2 separate regions of the Gossypium hirsutum genome follow, and region 1 is linked to region 2. A link is a contact called in public Hi-C data. All regions are on one chromosome and are shown on one strand. Each heading gives the region's core, a stretch centred on a gene start, on an enhancer-like site or on the middle of the called end of the contact. The rest is flanking DNA. Distances are from core to core; before and after follow the strand shown. Region 1 holds the start of LOC107923325 (probable L-gulonolactone oxidase 6). Region 2 holds the start of LOC107923274.

Evidence for each region. A called contact is a pair of places that touch in the nucleus more often than the background predicts.
Region 1: a contact with region 2 is called in a Hi-C map of leaf, with 2.4 times the contacts expected there. The contact joins the promoter of LOC107923325 here to the promoter of LOC107923274 in region 2. A contact is called at or near these places in 3 of 34 Hi-C or Micro-C datasets (all in leaf).

Annotation. Positions count from the first base shown.
Region 1 is chrA12:82,652,880-82,659,086 of Gossypium_hirsutum_v2.1, forward strand. It overlaps LOC107923325 (probable L-gulonolactone oxidase 6), which reads right to left and starts at 4,091. Exons shown (of 4, transcript XM_016853532.2): 1 at 3,209-4,091; 2 at 1,218-1,473; 3 at 974-1,075. The coding sequence starts at 3,901.
Region 2 is chrA12:82,295,988-82,302,858 of Gossypium_hirsutum_v2.1, forward strand. It overlaps LOC107923274, which reads right to left and starts at 4,058. Exons shown (of 1, transcript XM_016853488.2): 1 at 2,640-4,058. The coding sequence starts at 3,859. The coding sequence ends at 2,762. LOC107923287 (GRF1-interacting factor 3) reads right to left here. Exons shown (of 5, transcript XM_016853496.2): 1 at 6,746-6,871; 2 at 6,521-6,640; 3 at 5,623-5,699; 4 at 4,937-5,024; 5 at 4,178-4,859. The coding sequence starts at 6,598. The coding sequence ends at 4,479.

The sequences.
Region 1 (6,207 bases), core at 2,841-5,340, 360 kb after region 2:
AGTTTAAAAAATTATAAAATTGTTAGAAATTAATTAAAAACCATAAAATTGTATAAGAAAATAAATTCTCTTTAGTAAATTTTTATAAAATTTATTTTTCTTTTTTTATTAAATTATTTTACTAATATAACTTGTACTAATTGAAAAATGAGAGACAAAAATATAACAATTGTTAATTTTGATTATATCATATGAGTTGTTGATGTTCTTTTTCTTATTTAAAATATAAAAATAATAAATTATTTTTTTATAAATATTATAATTTTTATGATTTTTAATTAATTTTTAATAATTTTTTTTATAAATTTTATAATTCTTTTTGTGCTTTTCATAATTCTAGAATGTATTTGGATAAATGGATATCCAAATTCAAATAAACCTAGGCAACCATTTGTCTAGATTCATTGTGTACTTATTTTAAAAAATAAATTTAAAATATTTTTACTTTTTGCTGATATGGCACTAATATGTCAGCAATCGAAGATTACGTGGCATTGCCACATCAGTCAACAGCGTTGACTTGGCATTTTTTGGTACTCAAGTCTACATTGCCATTAAATACTAACAATTAATGTCAGTCAAAAACCCATTTGGCCAATTTTATTTGTTCAATGGCTTAATCGAGTGTGAAAAGTTCAGAAGAAGTTAATTATTATTTTTTTTTAAAGTTGGACCTTATAATACCATTAAGCTAATTGTTTTATTTTACTTCAAATTTTTATAGTTTTATCTCAATTTCGCTTTTAACACAAAAAATTTGGCTTCATTTCTACCATTAATCATTTCGATCTATGTAATGGGTTGGAATTGATACTTTTAAGAAGAATTCATCTCATAATTAGGTAATAAATTTATAAAAACATAGAGATTAAATTACGTAAAAATAAAATTAATGTATAAGGACTAAATTTTAAATTGTAGAGGAGTCAAAATCATAATTTAACCAATTATTTCACGGACTAGAGGGATATACCGTTGTTTGTTAAGCCATAAGCAGACGACTGAAGTGTAGACGTCATTAGCTTTGCATTGAGGCACTTCCCTTCAGCATCTCCTGAGGATTCTTGAGTTTCCTCTAATTCATTAAACAAATTCATATTAGTAAATAAATAAATAGCTAAGCTAAAATGTTATTTCGATGTTCATGCAACGTGTAATTCATCTCCTCTAATAAACTTGCAATGAAAATGAAAATAACAGTAATAGTGGATACTAACCTGAAGATCGAACAAGAGCCAAAACAAGCGAAAGAGTGGAGCGAAATGGAGTGAAATTATAAACACCATTCCCGGATACATTAATGGGGACCCGATCATCGATTCTATAGATCGCCTTTCGTTGACTGGGGTACCAAAATATGTCTGCAAATTCATGGAGTTTGCCGAAAGTCACAGCTTCATCTCCCAAATCTGTATCATCCTTTCTTACATAAGTAATGGATCTTTTGAAAAGAGGTTGAAGTTTGAATGTCACCTATAAAGCAATCAAATAAGTATACATAAATATGCATGTATCATTGATAGTCCTGTGATAATTGCTGTTCATGATAACACTCACAAATGACTTAAATTAAATTGGATTATCTGACATTTTTAACACAATTTTTTTAATACTAAAAATGTCATATAATTTAAATAATAATAATAATAAGCCATGAATGCTTTTGCAAACAAAGATTGTCCGCCAGAGAAACGTGTTGACTATAGGAATAACAATACATAAACATAGCATTTATATGCAACTATACTGAATTAAACAATCTAGCACCTTAGATTCCACCAAACTTAAGCTTTTGTTGTATAATTATAAATAAAATTATTCGACCCAAAATCTGATCTAAGGTCGTCCCTTATTATATAATAAGATTTTACAAACATCGAAAGAAAGGAGGGATTGACTCTGCTTTTTGGAAGAGAACATTATTCTCTTCTCCATATTGACCTCCATTGATATGTATATCAACAAGTTTCTATTTAAAATTAAACTATTATGTAAATAATATATCAAATAAAATTTCAGTTTACTGAATAATATTTAAGTATCATAATTTAAATTACTTTTTATATTTTTCTTATATTAGATCACATATAATTATAAATAAAACACATTATAAATATTTTATTTTAAAAAATCACTCATGTCATAATTCTTTTTTTAAATATGTCGTTTTTCTTTTTCTTTTTGACATTTAGCTTTTATTGTTTTAATTTGTTCCCAACGCCTTTCTATGCTAGTAGGGTTTTTTTTTTGTTTATATATTATTAACATATTTATTTCAGTTCATTAATATTTCCATAAAAATACTTGATTTTATTTTTTTAATAGCTTATTCGTTAAGAAAAATAAAAGGGAAAAAAGAAAGAAAGAAATGAACCATTAAATTTGAAAAAGAAAAGTTAGGAGAGTATCATTGAATGAATATAAAAAAAAATCTCATATATGTAGGTAATCATTCAATGATTTGGGACCCAAATTGTATTCACCTAAAATTATTTTATATTATTATTAGGGTAATTTTTTTGGGAGAAATTTTTAAAGAGTCATCTTCGGGAACATTGACCTGCTCCCTTAATATGAAATATATTATCTCTTGGAGAGGGTCTGGCCTCTTTTTCCACCCCCTACACGCAAAGAGCTGTGATTGGGATAGGGGATCGAATCCCACTAAGGGCAAGACGCACACGTCGCTTCTTTGTGGGTGACCGTAAGTCCACCTCAGTGAGCCGTACACAATTCTCAATAGAAGCAGGCATGGTGTCTTCAAAGATGACATTTGAAAACTTCTCTCAAAAAAATCAATCCCCTTTTACAATTATTCAAGTTGTTCTTAATTTTTAAATAATTATTTTTGTTTAATAATTATTAATTATATATCTTAAGAATACAATGTAAAGTAAGAATATAATGTAATCAGTTTACTCATAAGATAATAGTAAAATTATTCCTTATAGAAAAGTAAGGGGGACCGTCTCGCCCGGCAACCCCACCCTCATAGATTTGCCCACTACCATTTTGGCCAAGAACTATAAGTGACAGCTATGGTGGATGGTTTCTTGGATCCTGAATTTCCAGCTCTCATCCGTAGAATATAGTTTAATCATATGATCAAACTATCAATTCATGTCATCCCAAGGAGAATAATGGCCATAAACACTTAAGGATCCATAAAAAAATGGAGAAAGAGGAGCTGAAAGACAGTGAGAGTTACCTGTGAGATTACCCCAAGAACTCCAAGCGAAACCTTAGCTGCATCGAGATCTTTGTCTCTCTCATTCAACACCCACACCTTAGCATATCCATCTTCAGCTTTTGCAGGGCTTACAATTCTCATCTCCACAACATAATCATGAACTGAACTCCCTTTCCCCCACAAGGAGCTCCCATGAGCGCCTGTACCTAAAAGGCCACCAATGGTCAATCCCCACCAATACGGTGCGTAAGGCAATGCGAAACCAGCCTTAGCTGCTTCAGTAATCAGTTGCCTCAACGTCACACCGCTCTCCACAGTCATCGTCATTGCCTCCGTGTTGGTTTTCAATACACGGTTAAGGTTCTTGGTGCTAACAAGCAACCCATCTTGGCCGTCGGGACAGACCAACTTGGGAATGCTGTGAGAGAAATGTGTCACCACTTTCATTTTCCTTTTGGATTTAGTTGCCGCCGATACGATCGAAACCAGCTCTTGTTCTGACGTTGGGTAAGCCACGTTCCCCGCTCTGCAAATGGCTCGGTCGGGGAACATGCCGTAAGAGTTTGTGACGGTGCAGTTGGAATCTTTGGTGGAACATTTGACGGGCTCCCCTGGGGGATTGCAACCCACTAAAACAACTAACAGACAGAGGCATTTCCATAGGAGAAGCACATTGAACTTGTTTGAAAACAACATTGGTATAGCTGGCATGGTTGATGGAAACTAATAGACAGAGGCTTTATAATCGATTGATTTTTCCACTCTAAAATATTTCGTATTTACCCGCAAATTCACACTTTGTTTAGCGTAGAAGGGGCTTCTCGCAATAAACTCAAGTATGTTTTCAAAAATGCTTCCAAGTTAAGGACTATTGAAAACGTTACTTAATTGCCTTTTTCTTAATGGCATTTTATGGAGCAACAGTTCTTATTTGAAAAAATAATCATAAACCCTACAAAAATTAATATTTATTTTATTATTTCTTGATATTTTTTTTAAGTTAATGATAAGGTGTGTGTTTCAATGGAATTTGCAGTCCCTGTAATTTGTTGCGTTTCATTTTCTACTTTTTGCCCTCTTTTGTGTCAAGTTACGCACAAGTGAAATTATTTAGATTGTAAAACAAATCCATTGGCTGCACATGCTCCAACCTCATAGCTGGGGATGAAACTAAAAGTAGTATGTAGGACGGCTATTATTATTTTGGAGTAAAAAATCAATTAACATAAATCACATTTGAATAGTCGAAATCAAACACACCAAATAGACCAGTTCATATGATATCTCATTTTCCCATCTATCATCGTACTTAGAAAACAACCAAATAGGGAAAAGGAGTTAATTTGAAGAGATTTCTTTGCTGTATTCACTTGTTTACATGCATCACAAAACAGAGAAACTACTGTCCTTTCCTCTCTTTCTTTGATCGTCATATACATTTTTTAAGGTTAATTTCACCTTACATCTCAAACTCTAAAATATTCTAAATTGAATCAGTAAAGTTTATATAGAATGTATTGAAATCACCCCGTCAAATTTTAAACACGTGTGACACTAGCAGAGGTGAATACCCAAAATATATATATAGAAAATACCCTTTTTAGTACTGACCCAAAAAAACAAAGATATTTCAAAATTTTTATAATTCATTTCTGCCGCTTTAAAAAATTTCTAAATTTAACAACTATTTTAGGGTAATTTACTAAAAAAGCTCATTTCTAAAATTATTTATGGAAATGGGCCAATTTTTTATTATTTATCAGAAAGGTCTGAATTCCCCGAAAATGCGTTCATGTAAGCGCAAAGTCAGGGGACGTGTCGGCAAAATGCTCCCCCAGGGACACGTTTTGCCCCTTTTTTAGGGTTAGAGTTTTTTGTGCTTGATTTAGGGTTTTAGGGTTAGGGTTTTAAGAGTTAGGGTTTTATTGTGTTTAAGGTTTTAGGGTTAATTAAATTAGGGTTTAGGGTTAATTAATTAAATTAACTATTAATTTAAAAAATTAATTAAATTAGGGTTTAGGGTTTTTAGGATTAATTAATTAAATTAGGATGCACTATCAGCAAAATTACTAAAAAAAACTCCCACGTTGACGCTCTTTTGCTACAGTAGTATCTGAAAAAATAATTTTGAGAAGACATTTCTAAACAAATAGTGTCCAAAATGCTTCAAGCATGATGCACTGTAAGCAAAATTATTGAAAAAAGTTCCCACATGGACGCTCTTTTGCTAGAATAGTATCTGAAAAAATAATTTTGAGAAGAAGTTTCTGAACAAATAGTATCCAAAACACTTCAAGCAGGATGCACTATCAACAAAATTACTGAAAAAAACTCCCACGTGGATGCTTTTTTGCTACAGTAGTATCTGAAAAAGTAATTTTGAGAAGACGTTTTTGAACAAATATTGTCCAAAAAGCTTCAAGCAGGATGCACTGTCAGTAAAATTACGTAAAAAGCTCCCACGTGGATCCACTTCAAAAGCCCGGCCTCGATAGTGCAGAAGTTGCATTATTTTCTGAACCAGAGCCTGTTCCAACCATACCTGAAGATGTTGAAGGGGGTTCAGATGAAGAAGAAGATCCGCGATTCAAGGCGTACTCTCCTCCATCCCTAATGCATAATGTCGATCTATCTCAAGATAATGCGTTGGAATTTCTAGATCTACCACACAGAATGCATGACAGTACAAGTTCGTTATTGGATTCGGTTGAATTTGAAGTTGGTAGGGAGTTTTCCAATAAGGATAGTTTTCTTGGTGCATTGAAACAACATAGCATCATGGACGGGGTTAACTACAATGTGGTTAAATCCAAATCCGATAAGTTTGAGGCCAAGTGTACAGTGCAAGACAGTACATGTTCATGGAAAATCATGGCCTCGTTGAGCAAAAGGACAAGCTTGTGGGAGATAAAAAAGTACTAATGTCCACATACATGTGTCGGCAGTACAGTATCACTAGGTGTTTAGGGTTTTTGAATAATACTATTATTACATAATGTTGCATTATTTAACGTACT
Region 2 (6,871 bases), core at 2,808-5,307:
GCTTCATATGCAACTTGCTTATTAAAGTTTTCGACATACATATTTTTTCTAGCCTCTTCCATAATGCAGCAGCGGTCTTCTTTTTCATCACATCCTGCAGAATTTCGTTGGAAAAATGCAGATGTAATTGTGTTAATACCTTTCGATCCTTACGCTCCTTCTCTTTATCTATTAATGTCGAAGGCATCTTATCCATCCCTAGCAGGGCATCCTCCAGATCCATCTGCGCAAGAACTGCTTGCATCTTAATCTGCCACAATGCAAATCTGGTGTTGCGATCCAACAGCGGAATTTCATACTTCAAAGATGCCATTACCGTGATCGAGATGAACAACCCGAAAGTTCTGATACTAATTTGTGAAAAAATAAAATAAAATAAAGAACACACAGATTTTTACGTGGAAACCCTTTCGGGAAAAACCACGGGCAGAGGAGAAGAAAATTCACTCTGTCGAATTCGAATGATTACAAGAGGATTAGACTATGTCTATTTATAGGCTTGTAAAGTCGTATTCTAGTAAGATTGAAACAACTTATTCTAATCAATATAAAATAGATGGAGTTTAATAAGGTTTAAAAAAACCTTATTCTAAAATAAAATAAAAGAAGTGTAGTTCTGTATGGATTTTACTTTTATTTTATTTTACCACTGTATTTTATTTAAATAAGGATTCGGGTCATTTAATTCTAACATTAATGAACCTGAATAATTATTTTTATAGCAATAAACAACTGAACAAGCAACTTACAAGAAATGAGAAGTAAAGAAAATTTAAGATAAGATAGAAACACACTTTTGAGAATGTAACTTCAACTGATTTTTTTTTCGAATAAAGATAAATAATAACCTAATTTTAACACCGTAAGCTATGATATCAAATGGTGCGATTTTTAAGTAATTTGAACCCAAAAAGAGTAATGAGACCCAAAAATTCAATTTAGAACAAGGATGCCTTTGGATTGTTCTAAACCAAATTCTAGAATATCAAAGAACCTTGACCATTATAAAAAGATATGATCCAAAGGTATAAAAAAGAAAGTAGCTGTCATACTCAAGAAAAAAAAGGTTGTGAGTGATAAAACATAGGTTAGAATGCCATAAGAAAGATCTTAATAAGTTCTAAAAAGTTGGTTGAACAACAAAAAAAAAAAGAAAATACTCCCCAAATATATTAGGTTTAAAATCGTTTGTTGCAGACTCATATCCCACTATTTTTACTTGGAACAACCGTCCAAGAATAGAAAAAATCATATTTAAAGCAACAAACTAATATATGCATGAATCCAACAATACAACGAATCTAGAAAGAGATAAATGGTTGCATATGACGAATATGACTTAACCAACCATATAATGCATCTAAAAGCGACTAAATGACTTTGATAAGAAATAAATATATCCCATGGATGCTTTGAGCAAAGGTCGCGAATTTAAAAACTAAATAGTCATTTCAATTTGCCTTTATAACATTAAATATGCCTTGATCTTTATTTGGTCCAAAATTGGACCTTTTTTTTTTCATAATCAACCCATATCCCTTGGATTAGCCCATTAAATGTTTCTCTGAATCGTCTAACTATTGCTTTTGTAATTGACCCATTTGGAACATGCAATGGATGTTTTAAGTGTTGCTCATTTATTCTCATCAGGGGTGACATACTTGAAACCGTATTTAGTTAATCCAAACTCGAGAGAGTACTTGGTGTATCATTTTCAATCACAATTTATATTTTTTTTATTCATATAATAACAGGAAAAGAAAAAACCGATCATAGTTGTCACTGGTTTTTTATTTTATTTTTTGCAGTTATTCATGTTGGCTTAGCAAGCTTGAGAGAAATTTTTTTTTTTTGGCACTTATCAACTTATGGGAGAAATGGAGAATCTTATTTTACGTTTGAGTTCATTCAAGCTTTATTTTACAATGAAATTTCATAACAAACATAATTTAGTAAAATTTGTATTTAAATATTATATTTTAATTAGGTAAGATAATATAACACACTTTATATTCCATCTCGTAATTTTATATTATCATAATTCCTTGAATCATGTAATCTTGTAATAATACACTATTAAATCTATTGCAAGTTGCAACAACTAACAACAAAAACAAATAGTATTGAATTTGGATATCTTTGGCCAATTAATATTTAAATTCCAAGGAATATGATGGACCACCCGACTCATGTAAAAAGCCAGAAATGTCCTCCATTTTCTGTTACCATTAATTAAGTACTAATTAATACTTAATAAATAACTATTGTTATTATTATTTGGAGGTGTGCTTTTCAACACGTACCATCTTTTGTATTCAAAGATTCAAGAGTAAAAATAATAATAAATGAATTTGATGTAAAAAAATAAAAAAAAAATCAAATTTTCTAAAAATCGAAATCAAATTAACTTTATTTTGATAAAACCAAATCCATATTTTTGGATGGGTCCGATGAAATTGAAATGAAAAGAAATTTAAGATTTGAAGATAACATGGTATTAGGGATTAATATTTTTGGGTTTAATTTAATTTTTTGGTATTGATATAAATTCTAATTTAATTTAAGTTTTTCAATACCAAAACTTATCCTACTTCACTGCCTTCCTAAACTGTTTGGTTTAGTGTATACAAATTAATGGATAATTTAAAAAATTATTTTTTTTATTCTTGCTTTGTTGAATGACTATGAAGGCCAAGGTAAATCCCATTATTACACAATCAACCCCAAAGTTTTCCCATTCTTTTTTACATGGATAAAAATATCAAAAATTTCTTACTAAAGCAGTATCAATGACCCAATGTTGACCATCAGTTCGGATGTTGAGATGATTCATTTGCGCAAACAAATTGACTGCCCTTCTTACCCCATGGTTATCCGCGGCGGTAAAATAATCATGCCCAAAAATCACCCCACCGGGTTTCAATATCCGATACGCTCCGTTTATATCTCCCCAAGCGGATATGAAATCATGACCCGCATCTATTTCTAATAGATCCGCCATTATTCCCCATTCACATAGCTTCTCTAGACCCGATCTTGTCGAAAACGGTACGGGTAAAACCGACCCGGTTGCGTTGAAATAAACCACATTTTGCATGAACTGTTGAAGCAACATAACGTCGCCGTTTATGTCGTTAATGTATTTGAACCGGTCTCTGAAACCCGGCCATCCACGGAAATCGTCGAGGCATAGTATCTGTGTTTGGAGTCCGAGTTTCCGAGTCACGTTCACCATGTGAAGAGCTGACGCGCCTAAGAAAGTTCCCACTTCGACGATGAGTTTGGGTTTGACTCGTTTTATTAAGTGCTCGAAAACGTCACCGTTAGATCCCCAACCTCTGATTCTTTTTGGTTTTAGGATGGAACGGAGGTGGGGTGGTGGGAAATCGGTGTAAGGGGAGGAACCTTTGAAGACTCGTTGAAGAATCGTTGGGAAGACGAGATGGGGTGGGAGAGGTGAGTTGGAACAGTGAGGGGCGACTCGGAAGTTGTCGAGTTGGGTTGGTAAGCTAGCGAGTTGAAAGACAGAAGGCGGCGGAGGAAGTGGTGGTAGTGGTGCAGGAGGAGAGGAGTGAGAGAGGTAGCCCAAGGTGTAACTGAGCAAGACGATGATGACATACACGGTGGTATAAGTGAAGAACTTGGTGGTTATAAAAAGCTTGTTTCTTTGGTGGTTATGGAGGTGAACAGGGCGTTGTTGGTCTTCTCTCATGGCGGTTTCTGGTTTTTGCTTTTTCTTGCTCAGGTCTTCTAAAATCAAAACACAGAACAAGAAAGTTAAAGAAAAGGCCTTTCCTTTTCCAGCATTGGTTCCGTGCCAAATGTTTTGAGAGTGATTTTTGTGCTTCATTTTCACCATTGAAAGCTGACATCTAAAGAATATGTTAAAGAATTTTCAAGTTGATTTTGTTTTCTTCTTTGTACTTTGATTCTAATCTTAATTGTTAAGAGACATAGCATCTATAGCTCATTTTACCATGCTCGATGCGTTTGTTTTACAATCAATGAAGTTTTGCTTTTTGCTTTTTTACTAAAAGATGCATTTCTAAAGGCCGAATACAATGGATGAGATAAGCCAACAGATTTTTAGCTTCTTCAACATGAAAGGTTCCACTTTGACAACCATGACCTGGATTTACAAAGTAATTTACAAAAGCAAAACCAGGAAAAAGCAATGTAATTTTCAACTGGATCACAATTTAGATACAAGCTGCAAACTTTTATAGGTTATTACAAAATGACAGCCTCAGAGGTAGTGACCACATGCTCGTATATATCACCTCCTTTTACAACAAAACCATCGTTGTCTTAACAACCTGTTGTTTAATTCGTTGGCATGCCAACAACCTCTCAACAAGAGTTAAACTACCTAAACTGCTACATTAAAGAGCAAGTTGAAGGTTTTAATTCTACAACAGTCTATGAGATGACTACCAGAGGAATACAAATTCTATTGTAAAATAAACCTACCATCACAGTCACTTTCCCTCCTCGGCTCTGTCGCCGGTTGTGCTGCCCTGTCCATTGGCACCGGTTTCAGGGTTTTGCTTGTTTCCAGCACGTCCATCACTTGGGCCTGAAGATTGAGGGGGGCCAGCACTGCAGCCACCTCCAAGACTGGCCTCGGAATGCATGGGATGCATGCCATTATTGGGTCCTCCAGGCCTGATTCCCATTTGACCTTGCATGGCTTGCTGATGCTGTTGGTGCAGGAGATGCTGAGGGTCTTGCATTTGATGTGGGTTATTGAATTGCAATGGCACCTTTTGAGGGTACATGCCAGGTTGTTGTGCCATTGCAGCAGCCTGAGGATGTTGCATAAAATATCCTCCGGTTGGAATTGCAGGATGTGGTGCCATCTTTGATGATGGAAAATGTGTCAGGAAGCAGTGTAGCAGCGGATAGATTAGAAGAAAGAAGTTATCTTAACACTCACCTGAGGAGGCATTGTTGGCATCGATTGCGGTTGCGCATCCGCAATAGCAGCTAAATACATCAAATTTTTTTGCAGCTGAGCTTGATACCTACATCATCAAAATCTTGTATAGGTACACTGCCTAGATATTGCACATGTAAGCATATATGCATGTGCGAATGATGTATACAAAGAAAAACCAATACAATAAACTTGGTTTCCATCACGAATCCTTGATAGCACATTTGCAGAAAAACCAAGCTAATGTATACAGATGACAAATAATATAGTGATCATTAATTAGTTCTATAAATGCTCTTGATGCAAGATAAATGGCAACAAGAACCAAATCGGGTTTGGTTGGAGTGGAGATTTTACCATCCGTATATGCATTACAAGGCTCAGACATATCCGCAGAAGACTCATCCCAGTTTGGATCTAGGAAACTCCCAATTCGAGTCCCACTTTCAACTAAAAACACACACAATTATCTAGGAAGGAAGAATTTACAACTAATTGACGATAACATTAAATACTTCAGTTTGAGGTATGTGAACCATAATACATCCTACAGCATCTAGCACTTTCAACAAGCCGCTTCCAACTTAAAGCAAACATATATAATAAACCTCAAACATTAACTTAAAGATGCAGCATGCGCCACTAAGGTAGATAAAAGAAGAAACTGAAATTTATAAATCACTTACTGCGCACATTCAGCAAGTTTTCCAAGATTCTGATTGTCCAAAATTGCCAAAATCAACTTCTTATTCTCATCAAGATACTGGTAAGAATGAAAATTAAAATACAAGAACTTAATGAATCATAATATACTCCATTTTTAAGCATTAAGTGAAAGATATTGTGAATACACACAACAAATAGCGAAAACAGACAAAAACAACAGAAACAGTAAAGCCATACATTACACCATATATGGTTTTTCTAGAGTTTAGGCACAACAGAAAAAAGGACCGAACCAAGGAAAGGATAGCCCCTTCAATAAGAAGTTGCTGAATAGAAAGAATAGCTGGATTTCATGTATGCCTTTGAGCAGATCTATCGGTTTTTGTTTTCAAATCATTGAGTTCAAACAAATATTTCATTGCATTAAAGAATCAAAACACTGAGAATCAAATCGAAAAGGGCAAAAACACTGTTCATTCTCCCCCAACATCAAGCATAACTGTTTGTTACACCATACGCAACTCACCATTCAAGATGGTCCAACTATATCGCTCCGCATTACCAATAACTTCCATTCATTTCTCTATTTCACTCATCAATTTTATCGCACCTTTTCAAACTGAATACCAACCACCATTCCATCCCAAATAACTACCATTAAAAGCACAATCAACTCTTCCATGTCATAAACGTTATGTTCATAAAATCCAACAAAAGGCCTTCATTTGTTTTTCTTTTGGAACAGATAAAAAAAAGGGTTTCTTCTATCTCATACATAACTAAAGATTACCCAAAAAAATTACAAGTTCGAGATCAACATCTCCTTCCTCAACAACCCCATAACTATAACATACTAACATTAAACACAATACATGGACAATAACGAAAAAAAGAAAATATATATACAAATATACACACCTTCTGAATCTGTTCAGTAGTAATATTAGTAGGTGGATATGAAGGCATGACAGGAATCATTTGGGGTGGCTGCGGCATCTTCGTGTGAACTTTTACTTTACTCCAAAAGAAACCCTAAACCTAATCACCATGAAAAAAAATTCCCCCAAAAAAACATCTCAATCAAATATAGATAAATATTAAACAAAAAAATGGAAAAAAAAGGGTATGTACTATTTTTTTTACCGTGTTTGAGCAGATGAGTGTGGAGGATGTCCTCCGTTTTTTGCTTTTTGTTTTTTTTTTCAAATTAATTTAATTCTTGAAATAGGGTTTTTACTTAGTGACGATGGTTGAGGAATTTAAGACGGG